2 separate regions of the Macaca mulatta genome follow, and region 2 is linked to region 1. Evidence: chromatin contacts called from public Hi-C data. All regions are on one chromosome and are shown on one strand. Each heading gives the region's core, a stretch centred on a gene start, on an enhancer-like site or on the middle of the called end of the contact. The rest is flanking DNA. Distances are from core to core; before and after follow the strand shown.

Evidence for each region. Hi-C and Micro-C count contacts between places; a contact is called where the count stands out from the background.
Region 2: a Hi-C map of fetal cortex germinal zone shows a contact between it and region 1, with 5 times the contacts expected there. The contact joins the promoter of SLC25A46 here to the promoter of MAN2A1 in region 1. A contact is called at or near these places in 2 of 14 Hi-C or Micro-C datasets (fetal cortex germinal zone and fetal cortical plate).

Annotation. Positions count from the first base shown.
Region 1 is chr6:118,515,971-118,521,115 of T2T-MMU8v2.0, reverse strand. It overlaps MAN2A1 (mannosidase alpha class 2A member 1), which reads right to left and starts at 1,646. Exons shown (of 22, transcript XM_015140548.3): 1 at 542-1,646. The coding sequence starts at 676. It overlaps LOC114678876, which reads left to right and starts at 259. Exons shown (of 1, transcript XM_028849639.2): 1 at 259-3,276. The coding sequence starts at 1,332. The coding sequence ends at 1,691.
Region 2 is chr6:119,553,483-119,559,137 of T2T-MMU8v2.0, reverse strand. It overlaps SLC25A46 (solute carrier family 25 member 46), which reads right to left and starts at 1,727. Exons shown (of 8, transcript NM_001266009.2): 1 at 1,378-1,727. The coding sequence starts at 1,660. TMEM232 (transmembrane protein 232) reads left to right here and starts at 1,846. Exons shown (of 14, transcript XM_078004471.1): 1 at 1,846-2,058; 2 at 2,688-2,779.

The DNA of each region.
Region 1 (5,145 bases), core at 397-2,896:
GGCAGTGGGGAAGAAAAAAAATAATAATAAGGCTAGGTGGGGTCGGTTTGATCCATTTCCGAGACTCGGTGAGCGTAGGGGTCTGGACTGTGCGGGCGACTTAACCCCGTAAGAGCCGAGAACGACCCCACCGCCATACGCGGGCCCCGGGCTGGGGGGGCGCCTCACGCCGCGCCCGTTCCCCCGCCAGCAGGTGCCCGAAGCCACCCCAACAGGCCGGGTGCGAATGCCGGAACATGGCCACTTCCCTGAGAGCGATGCCGCCGCCGCACGCCGCCCGGCACTTTGTTAACTCGGCGCGCCCGGGCGAGATGGCTCCCAAGAGATGATCATTGCCGTCCGAGAGCTACAGAGCCCCGGCTGGCGGCGGCTGGGACCCTCCCCTGGCCTGGCCTCGCCCAGCACCGGTGTGGGGCCGCGGCAGGAGGAAGAGGTCGGGGAGGAGCCGGTAACCAGGAGCCCGCACGCCTGGCCCCCCCGGTAACCAGGGGCCCGCACGCCTGGCCCCTCGGAGCCCCGCGCCCCCTTCCCAGGTGCTTACCTGAGGAAAGGAGCCCTCGCGGCGCGGGTTCCTGGGGTAGTCTAAGTGACCCCGGTCCAGCATCAGATAAAGCGAGAAAATCACCACACAGAAGATCGCACTGCCGAACACGGTGAACTGGCGGCTTAACTTCATTTTCCTCGATAGACTCGGGGCCAGGACACTGTCCTCAGCCAGAGGAGACAGCGGACTGTTGACTCCAGGAAGCAGCCGCCGGAGGCTCCCTTCTCCCAGGCTGCGCGCCCTCCGCGCTGTCGGCTGCGGGTGCTAGTCCCAGCCGTGCTCCGCACCTAAGTCTCCGGCGCCACCACACGCCCTTGGCCTTCGCCCTGGCCTGCCGCCCTCCCCGGGGCCGGGCGCCCCTCTCGAGGCGAGACTCGCCGGCAGCTGGGAAGGGGCCCCCACAAACTTGATCGTAAGCTCAGCGCCGACCTCCGGCAGGGCGCGCGGGGCAGGCGGAGGAGAGGTCGCTGCCCGCACTTCCTGCCACCGCCGCGCCAACTGAGTCGGCAGGAAAAGTTTTCTCGACGAGGGCAGGCGTGTCCTCCTCACCCAGGGGAGGCGCGGGTTCGGCAGTTCCCGGGCCGGGGCCGCGCAGCTAGGTCAGAGAAGCGGAGGAGAAAGGAACAGGGTCGTGAAGAACCTAGCCCTACAACTTCTAGCCGGGACGGTCGGGCCCGCCCCCGCGGCACCGCCCCCGCCTCCCCCAACTGAGCCCCTTCCTGCCGCCGCCGCCGCCGCCGCCGCCACTGGGCCGGTGTGTACCCTGGACTCCGGGGCGCACGAATTGATGAGTTTCCTCAGAGCTAGCATCCGCTTGCCGGCCTCTCCCGCCCCCAGCCGTCTCTACCTTCCCCCTCCCGAACCCAGGCTGCGCGGGGAGGTGCAGGGGGCGGGCGGTGGCAACGCGGGGAGAAGGAAAAGGAGAGCAGGGAGAAAAGGACCGTCCCCGGAGAGAAGCCCGCTCCAGCTGCAGCCGCGATCCCCCTCCCTCTTTCCCGCCCCACAAACGCGGAGATGGCGGCGGCAGCGGCGAAAGGAAGCGCCGGTTCTCCAGCGCCACTTGGCGCTCCAGCACCGCCTGCTACGAGCAGGAGGAGACAGCGGCGGCGCGGCGGCCGCCGGGTCAATAAGCGCCGACAGCCCCTGAGCCGAGCGGGCGGCTGGCCCCGCCCCCTCCCGGCGCTCCGAGTTGAGGGGGCGGGCCCCCCGGCGCCCAATCGCAGAGCGTCACCGGCCGGACCCGCCCCGCGCCTGCCTCCCAGTGTCCCGGCGGTAGGAAGACCTCACAAGGCTCTTGTGACCTGGCAGGCAGCTTTCTGGGAGTTGAGGCCTTCGGAGGCGTTCAGGCGCCAGCACCCCACGTCCAACAGGGGGTTGAACTTACACCCCACTTCCCTTTGTTGCCCAGGTTTCCTATCCTAGGACACTCGGGCCTGGCGTGCCTGGAAGAGTACTTAGTGAAGGGCTGGAGGAAATGCAAGAGAAGAGGGCTTGCACATTCTCTTCGGGCTATTTCCTCCTTTGGTCACAGCCTGTTGAAACCTGGGGGAAAGGAGACTGACAAAGGGCCGTCCAGGCACATGTAGAAACATCTGACTGCGAATTCCATGAGTGTAATCTGAGAAGTGATGCTTGTGCCAGTTATTGATTGCCTCTCAGCTCCAAATTCACCCTTTTTGACTGCACTGTAAAAATGGATCTGAGCCTTTTAAACAGTTTTTCGTTTGCCTTCTGGGACTGAAGCTTTGTCAGTAGAGGGCGCTGAAGAGACATTACAGAAAAAAAGGATTTTGCTTCCTGGTTTCTGTGTATTGATAGGCTTTTGCAGCATACCTGGCTTTCTCCAGTGCCAAGATCCTATAGTGCTCAGTAACTAGCAATTTCCTCTCCCGTGCCCAACTCCAGGAGCTTTGTAGAGGAGGTGAGACACTACCCCATGCATAACTTCCCTGGTACCCTAGAGGTATTTGCAGCAAGTTGCAGAGGGCACATGTTCCACAAGCTTTGCAGGCGTAGCCCAATGGTGACTTCTCTGCCATTCAGTGAGCCAGGTCATGCCCTCTCCAAAAAGGTCTAGATCTTAGCCCTGGGAGGAATTGGGGAGATTCTTCATTGGGCACTCTGTCTCTCAGTCCAAGAGTTAGTTATAAGGTTAGCTCCTTATACCTGCTGTTGCTATATTCTTTGAAGTTCTCTTTTCACTAGTGAATCCTTCATTACTCTAATTCTCTATTATAGTTAATAATTCTTTTTATTAAGCCTTCCCTGTCCCAGGAATAGTCCCAAGAAATAGACCTGCAAAGATGGGATTAAAGGTCAGTTTGATTGAGGTTTTGAGCTTGAGCTCGTTGCCAAAGGGAAATGTAATTCATGACATGCTGGGCATCTCAATTAAGCAATTACCTGTGGTTGATCCTGATGAAGTGCCAACTGAAGCCTGTGCCTTGGGGGCCCAAGTGGCTGCTACACTTGACTGCTATGGTTGTAAAGGTGACTAGAAAGACTGGTGTGGGATGGATTCTTTTGAGTGGTTAGTTATAAAGAGAAATGAAAGCACAGGTTTTTTAACTCTCAGAGTTATGGCATGAGAACCAGAGATATTCTGTAGAATTCTAAAAGCTCTGGTTTATTGTAGCGACAAGAATGATGCTGAGAAACAAAATTTTAATTTTCATGTTACTAAATTATAACTGCTATTAAATTCATACACATTCTCAGTTTTTCACGTAAAAGGGTGTTATTTTTTAATAATAGAATCTCAATACTTGAAATGGGTTGGACCCAGATGAAACCGACAATCTTAAACACTCCAACTCTTTCTCTTATCAGTGGAAGTAGGTTGCCCTCCAGTGTCTAAAGAGACTAGACTTGCTTGAAAACCTTGACTATAGAGGATGCCACTATCTAGATGGGCTCCCTGGTTTCAGTGGGGATGACACAATCTCAGAATAGCAGAGGCCAGGCAGCACATAACAAAGACAAGGTGGGCACATCTACCTTAAAGGGCAGCAGGATATCAGACTGCCTTGGCTTACAAAGCTGCTCTGGGAACAAAATAGGTAGGCAGTTGAAATAGATTATTGCTTGATATTTATAACAGTTGTAAAGATCTAGGTCAGGTAGCCAAAACCTGACTTGAGTCACCATAGTGGGTAGTCACAATCTCCCAGTTCTCAGACCTAAGTCAATTCACAGACCCTTAGTCCCTTGGTTGAAAGAGAATCTGTGTCCCCTTTAGGAAGGATCTTGCACCTTGGCCACAGTACACATGGCAAATTCTTTCAAGCTTTCCCCAAAACGACATGTGGCCATTTACTAGTGACTCTACATTGGCAAAAAGGAAATACACAGATCATTTTAGGTTTACTAAACACTGGCTCTGAGTTGATGCTAATTCCTGGGGACAGAAATCACCACTGTTAGTCCACATACCAACTATGTGTCTACTTTCCCAGTATAATTGGAATATGTATTAATGACATAATTTTAATGGCAAAAACAGCAATTACTTTGGCATCAATCTAATAATTGTAATAGACATACTTAGCAACTGACAGGATCCCCACATTGGGATTTAGCCATAGAAAGAGGACCATTATTAGGGAGAGCTAAATGGAAGCTCCAGGAGCTCTTGGAGCTTCCATTTAGTTCACCAGATGCAACACTGCATGGCTGGGAGGAATTGCAGGAATCAGTGCTACCATAAAAGCCTTAAAAGGAGTAGGGGTGGTGATACTTATTCTCATTTAATTCACCAGTGCAGAATAAATCTAGTAGAATAACTGTGGACTCATAAACTTAATCAAGAAGTGATTCCAATTGCTGCTGCTGCTGTCTCAAATGTATTATTTTTACTGGAACAAATCAACATAAGACTTGGCACTTGGTATATAGCTACTGATGTGGCTAATGCTGTTTTCTCTATACCTATTTGTAAAACCACCAGAAGTAGTTGGCTTTCTCCTGTCAGGGCCAACAGGATACCTTCACAGTATTGTCTTGGGGGTGTATCAATTCACTTTAATATAGTCCACAGAGATGTTGATTGTCTTGACATGCTATAAAATATCACACTAGTCCACCACATTGACAACATTATGCTGATTGGACCTGAGAAGCAGGAATTAGCAAGTATTTTAGGTGCCTTAATAATATATATTTAAACTAGAGAGAAGGAGATAATGATTTTGAGTATGATATGACAACTCTAAAGTGGTCACTTCAGATGTGGGATATGTTCAAGGATGGTACAAGCTATATGAGTACAAAACCACTGAGTCACTGAGAGATGAATCCAAACAGATGGTGTTGGTTAGCAATGGTTAGGATTTGGGGGAAAGGGGGCAAAGTAATTGTTGCAGGGACTGGTCATACCAATCATGTGGCCATGGAAGGAAAGTGGTATAGTCTGAATGTTTCTCTTTTTTTTTTTTTTTTTTTTTTTTTGAGACGGAGTCTCGCTTTGTCGCCCAGGCTGGAGTGCAGTGGCCGGATCTCAGCTCACTGCAAGCTCCGCCTCCCAGGTTTACGCCATTCTCCTGCCTCAGCCTCCCGAGTAGCTGGGACTACAGGCGCCCACCACCTCGCCCGGCTAGTTTTTT
Region 2 (5,655 bases), core at 478-2,977, 1.0 Mb before region 1:
GGAAGGTGTTAGGAAGATTTACTATTGTTTACTGTGTAAATCTCTTTGGTGTCTAAGTTTGTTGCAAAATTAACATTCACACACCTCTTACGGCTGCAAAATTAACCCCTGGTTGTGTCAAGGAACTCTTCCTCATTGTAACCATCAAAGCATAACTTATGAAAAGATAAAAACATAAACTTTACTGCCTAAGAAGATAACTGTGTAGCAACGGTATATGCATTTTTGAATTATTTGATTTATAACTTGTAAAACCTTTCCAGTATTCTTCTGGACTAGTATTGGGACTAGTACGACACAACGGGAAAAAAGCAAAAAACAAAAAACAGCGAAGAGTCAAAAAGCTAATTGTATGACAATTAGCTAGGTAAGTCATCTATCCTTCTTCACATTCTCATTTACTCACTAGGCATTCGTTAAAGTCTATTCTTCCTAGTTGAATAAATATTATTTTATTTCCAAGTCAAAGTCGAGGAAATGAGAATAAAGCCGATATCTACAATAAATTTAATATTAAATAATACCATTAATCTATTATTCTAACAATTGCAGAATAGAAAGAAGTAGCTATTATTCTTTATGAATAAAAAAGGATGTTGAAAATATGTACATTATGCAGTGTTGCAGCTTTTCTGATATCCCATAGAGAATAATTATGTCATGATTCCAAAGTCCTATCTTGAAATTGTATTCATGTTTCTAACTTTTATATGTAGTTTTTAGGTCAGAAGAAAGAAAGCAGAAGGGAAAATTATAGGAAGGAAACTTTCTAGACTGGGGATCTGAAAAGCAGATAAAACTCCTGTGTTTAAAAAGGAAAAGGAAGGAAACTTTTTTTTTTTTTGCCTATGTATCCCATACTGGATTCTTCTACACATCTTAAAGATGAGAAAACTGAGGGCTCACAGAGGTTAAGTTGTTCAGATTACGAGTGGCACAACCAAGTTTGAACCCAAATTTGCTTATGCTGAAAGGCTTCTCTCTTCAGAACACAAAACTACGAGTAAACACATTCATTAATTAATTAAATCGAGAAAATACAGCTGCCAAAGTTAATCAGGTAACAGTAAATAATCCAAACTCCTTTTTAACTCTGGCCATCAGTTGGGACACCAAAACCTCTAAAAATTCCTACTATGTACCCCATAGCTAAGGCAGATGTCTTTTTTGGAATTGATCCAGGAGAATTCGTTTGCGTGAGGAAGAGGGAGAAGGCCGGCTTCAGGGGCAGAGGACGAAGGAGGGCAAAGGGTGTGGCGCCCGATAGGATGAAAAGGAGCAGGAGGCGGGACCCTCTGCGCCGCTTCCGGGGTCTGCAGGCCTCAAGCCGCCGCCCCACTAACCCACCATCCCTGCGTCGGTCCCCGTGCTTCTCACCACTGCTCTGCCCCTGCACACCGCCGCCGCCGCCAGTGGAAAAGGGTTCTTCCGTGGGGCCTTCGTACGGGGTGGAGGTGGTGGGCACGCCGTAGGGGGGGCTCTTCTCGCCCCAGTGCAGGTTGCGGCTGCCGGGGATGTCTGGGGGAGTCGTCACCCAGTGGCCCAGGTCCGCCCCGGTGCTGAAGGACCTTGCAGGGAAAGCGCCGCCGAAGCCCTGCTCGTCCCGGGCACCGCCCCGGTAGCCCAAGCCATCAAATCCGTCCGGGCGCCGCGGATGCATTGCAGCGGGGGCAGGATGACGCGAGCCCGCCCGGAGCCCACCACCACCCGGGCCACCGCGACCTAAGACCACACAGTTTCCCCTAGGCAGCCGCCGCGTCTGGGGGATATTCTGACAACCGGAAGTCACGTTAGAAACCCGGAAGTCTTGGGAGCACGTGATTATAGCCTCTTCCGGCAACCATTAGTGGGCACGGTTGCTAGGGAGACACGGCGGTAACCTATAACTTAAAACTTTGTTGTCATTAGGGAATAGGTGGGAATATGGTTGTGGGATTAATGAAACACGGTACCAAAGAGATTCCAGAAAGAGAATTGGTGTAGGAATAGGGCCTACATGGGAGGAGGTCAAAGATGCTTCTTGGAGGGAGCCGATAACCCGCGAGTGGAGCTTACCCGGTGAGATCTCGGCCAGAAATACCTCATGTCACAGCTACGCCCCAGATCTCAGTGTATTCTCACGGGGCTGGTGCCTCACCTGCTCCGAGGAAGCTAGTAAAGGTTGGAGTTGTGGAGGGTTGGTAACCTTCTACCTAGCTTTGTCTCCCGCACTTGCGGTTTTGGATAAAATCTATTGAGAGATATGGTACCGCCCAGTGAGCGCGAAAGTGCTATGGACCACCAGAGCAAGCATTTTAAAAGTTCAGGTGAACGTCGGGGGAGAAGGAAACCCACGTACTCGAATACTGCCCTCGTGGAGTGAGGAATTACGGGTTTTACTTTTCTAAGGCTGTAAAGAAACTAGTTTTCTGTCGTATTTTTCCCGATGTATCTAAATCACTCAGGGTATTGAAATCCCAGTTGTATCTTTCAAAATCGGGACCTCTAATTAAATAACTGAGAAGAGTTCTGTAGAGGGTCCCCTACTACCTGTTTTCATTAGGTCCACGGGCTCTTGGGGCAGGCTCCCTCCTCAGATCTGAGGAAGCCTTCCATGGGTTCATCCTATGTTCCTTCAACTCGATGGACGCCCAGGATTCCTAGAGCTTTTCCAAGAGAACTCTGACGTGCTGTTCTCGACCTTCCAGATGCGAACCTTGATTGAAAGTGATAATCAGCTTTGTTTTGAGCGAAGTGACATTTTTGTTTACAGTTTTATCACTACTTTTATTTTTTGTGGGTATGTAATAAGTGTATATATTTATGGGTTACATGAGATATTTTGATACAGCATGCAATGTGTAATAATAACATTTGGGTAAATGGGATGTCCATCACCTGAAACATTTATCCTTTCTGTTGCAAACAATCCAATTACACTCTTCTTCGTTATTTAAAAATGTACAATTAACATTTTTAAATAACGAAGAAGAGTGTAATTGGAATGTTTGTACAATTAACATTTTTAAATAACGAATTGACATTCTTAAATTTGATTGCGATGCAGCATGGACAAAGGTGTTGAGTCTCTTGACAATACTCAAAGGTGTTGAGTATTACTGGTGTACTAATACCAAATTACTGGATAGTTAATATCAAACATAAAAAATATTTATCTATTCCTTTGGAATGATTGGCTCAAGGATGGTATTGTTTCAGGTCGTAAGCTATTTTTTTTTAAGGAGAAAGGTAAGAAGGTCTAATTATGTCTGTACTTTTAATATAAAAACAGTGGCATCTCAGAATTTCACATCCATATGAGTGGAGAAAGGATGAATTATTGAACGGAGAGCAGCTGGGTAGCCAGTTGAGGGGGAAAGCAAGGCAATAAGAGCCCTACCTCACAGCTTACCCTGAAAGTAAAGCTGCAATATACTGTATTTTTCTTAAATTTTTAAAAATTAAATACTGGAAGAAAATAATATAGGCGAATGCCTTTTTTTTTGAGACAGAGTCTTGCTCTGTGGCCCAGGCTGGAGTGCAGTGGTGTGATCTCGGTTCACTGCAAGTTACACCTCCTGGGTTCACGCCATTCTCCTGCCTCAGCCTCCCGAGTAGCTGGGACTACAGGTGCCCGCCACCACGCCCGGCTAATTTTTTTTTTTTTTTTTTTTTTTTAGTAGAGACGGGGTTTCACCGTGTTAGCCAGGATGGTCTCGATCTCCTGACCTCATGGTCTGCCCGCCTTGGCCTCCCAAAGTGCTGGGATTACAGGTGTGAGCCGCTGCGCCCGGCGAGGTGGATGCCTTTTAAACAGTGAGTTGGAAAGTTTTCTAAGAGTACAGCAAAGTCAAAAGCCATGTAAGAAATCAGTAAAAGACTATAATCAATATGACTGTATAAAATTTAAATTTCTATGTAGTAAATTTTAAAATATATAGTAATTACAATTGAAAGGCAAATCACAAACTAAGAAAAATGACATTTTAACATGGTTTAAACAATGGATTAGTATCTTTAATGTACAAAGAGTTCATACCAATGAATAAAGGCAAATCAGAAATATGAGCAAAGGACATGTAGAGGCAATTCATGCAAAAAAAAAAAGGAAATGTAAATAGATAATATCATATAAAAATGTCCTTTACTAATCGAAAAAAAGGTAAATCTTAACAACAATTGTCTTTCACATATTAAGATGTTTAAAAGGGAAAAATCTTTCCAGGTTAGAAGAAAGTATCTTTCATTAATTTCTGAAGTGATATAAAACATAACTTTCTGATGGACAGCAGTTTGGCACTATGTATCAAAAACTGTAAAAATAACCATATTTTTTGACTCCAAAATCTTAGAAAACAAATATAGGGTTTTTTTTACATGTTTCTGGCATGGATAACATACATATGTTTATGGCATGATTGCTCATAATAGGAAAAAATAAGCAGGAATGCAACTATCAAATAATTATTTTTGATTAATAATTTATTATTAAAAGTATATATCCATAGAGTTGTTTAACCAAAATATATTTATTAAGCACCTATCTCGTGTCAGATACTATTTTAAGCAATGAGGCTAGAGTGATAAATAAGCCAGAAAAAGTGCTTGCATTGTTAGAACTGACATTCTAGTTTAGGGAGACAAATAACAGATAAATACATCCTGTCAAATATAGTGCCATGTCAAATAATGACATAATTATATTAAAAAAGCTTAAGTGAGCAATAAAGAAACCTTTTTTAGAATAAGGAAGTACTCTTTGAAGAAGTGACCTTTGAGCAGAGAACTGAATGAAGTGAGAGAGTGACCCATCTGTGAATATGTGGGAGCCAGGCAGAGCTGAGCAGGAGAAAGGCCCTGATAGCAAACTAGGTAGCCAGTGAGAAAGGGTGAAAGTGATAGGAAATGAGAGCTGAAAGGGGGCTAGGTGCCAGATCTTGCAAAGCCTTGCCAGTGGTGAACAAAATTTAGGTTTTTTGAGAGTAGAGGAGTAATGTGACTATGTTGATATTTTATAGGAATGCACCTGGCTTCTGTATGGGGAAGAGTAAAGGTTTCCACCTACTAAAGGCAAGCAGCTGAGGCAAAAGATAGTAATAATTTCATCTAGAGTGATAGTGTAATGGAGATGAGAAGAGTTCAGAGTGAAGACGTTTATAGATTACATTAGAGATGAATATTAAATGACATGAAAATATGTTCAATTTAAAACATGTACAGTATGATCTTCCTTTTAAAAATATTAACAGATACACAATAGAAGAATATGCTAAAATGATGTTATTATATCTGAGCATGGACTTGCATAGTTTCACTTTTTATTTGATTGCTCTAAAAAACTTAGCTTTTTTTCCTAAGAAGAAAAATTATTTTAGGAAAAAAAATAATAGAGCAAGTTTAGTTATGGGCAGACAGCAATAAAGATCTTTCTATATTACTAAATCTGTTCATATCATTTAATCAGTAGTCTCTAGAGCACTATGAAGCTCTATCATCCTGTATTTCTCCAAAATATTTCTGAAATAATTATGCTGAAATCGTCCAGACTTTATTGCTTCAAACTAGTTTGAGAAACTCATAACACAGGAATTAAAACATGCATTTATAAAGTGGCCAATGCATTTTATGAAAACAACAGAATGTTTGTGTTAGTTTCTATTGTGGCACAATAAATTG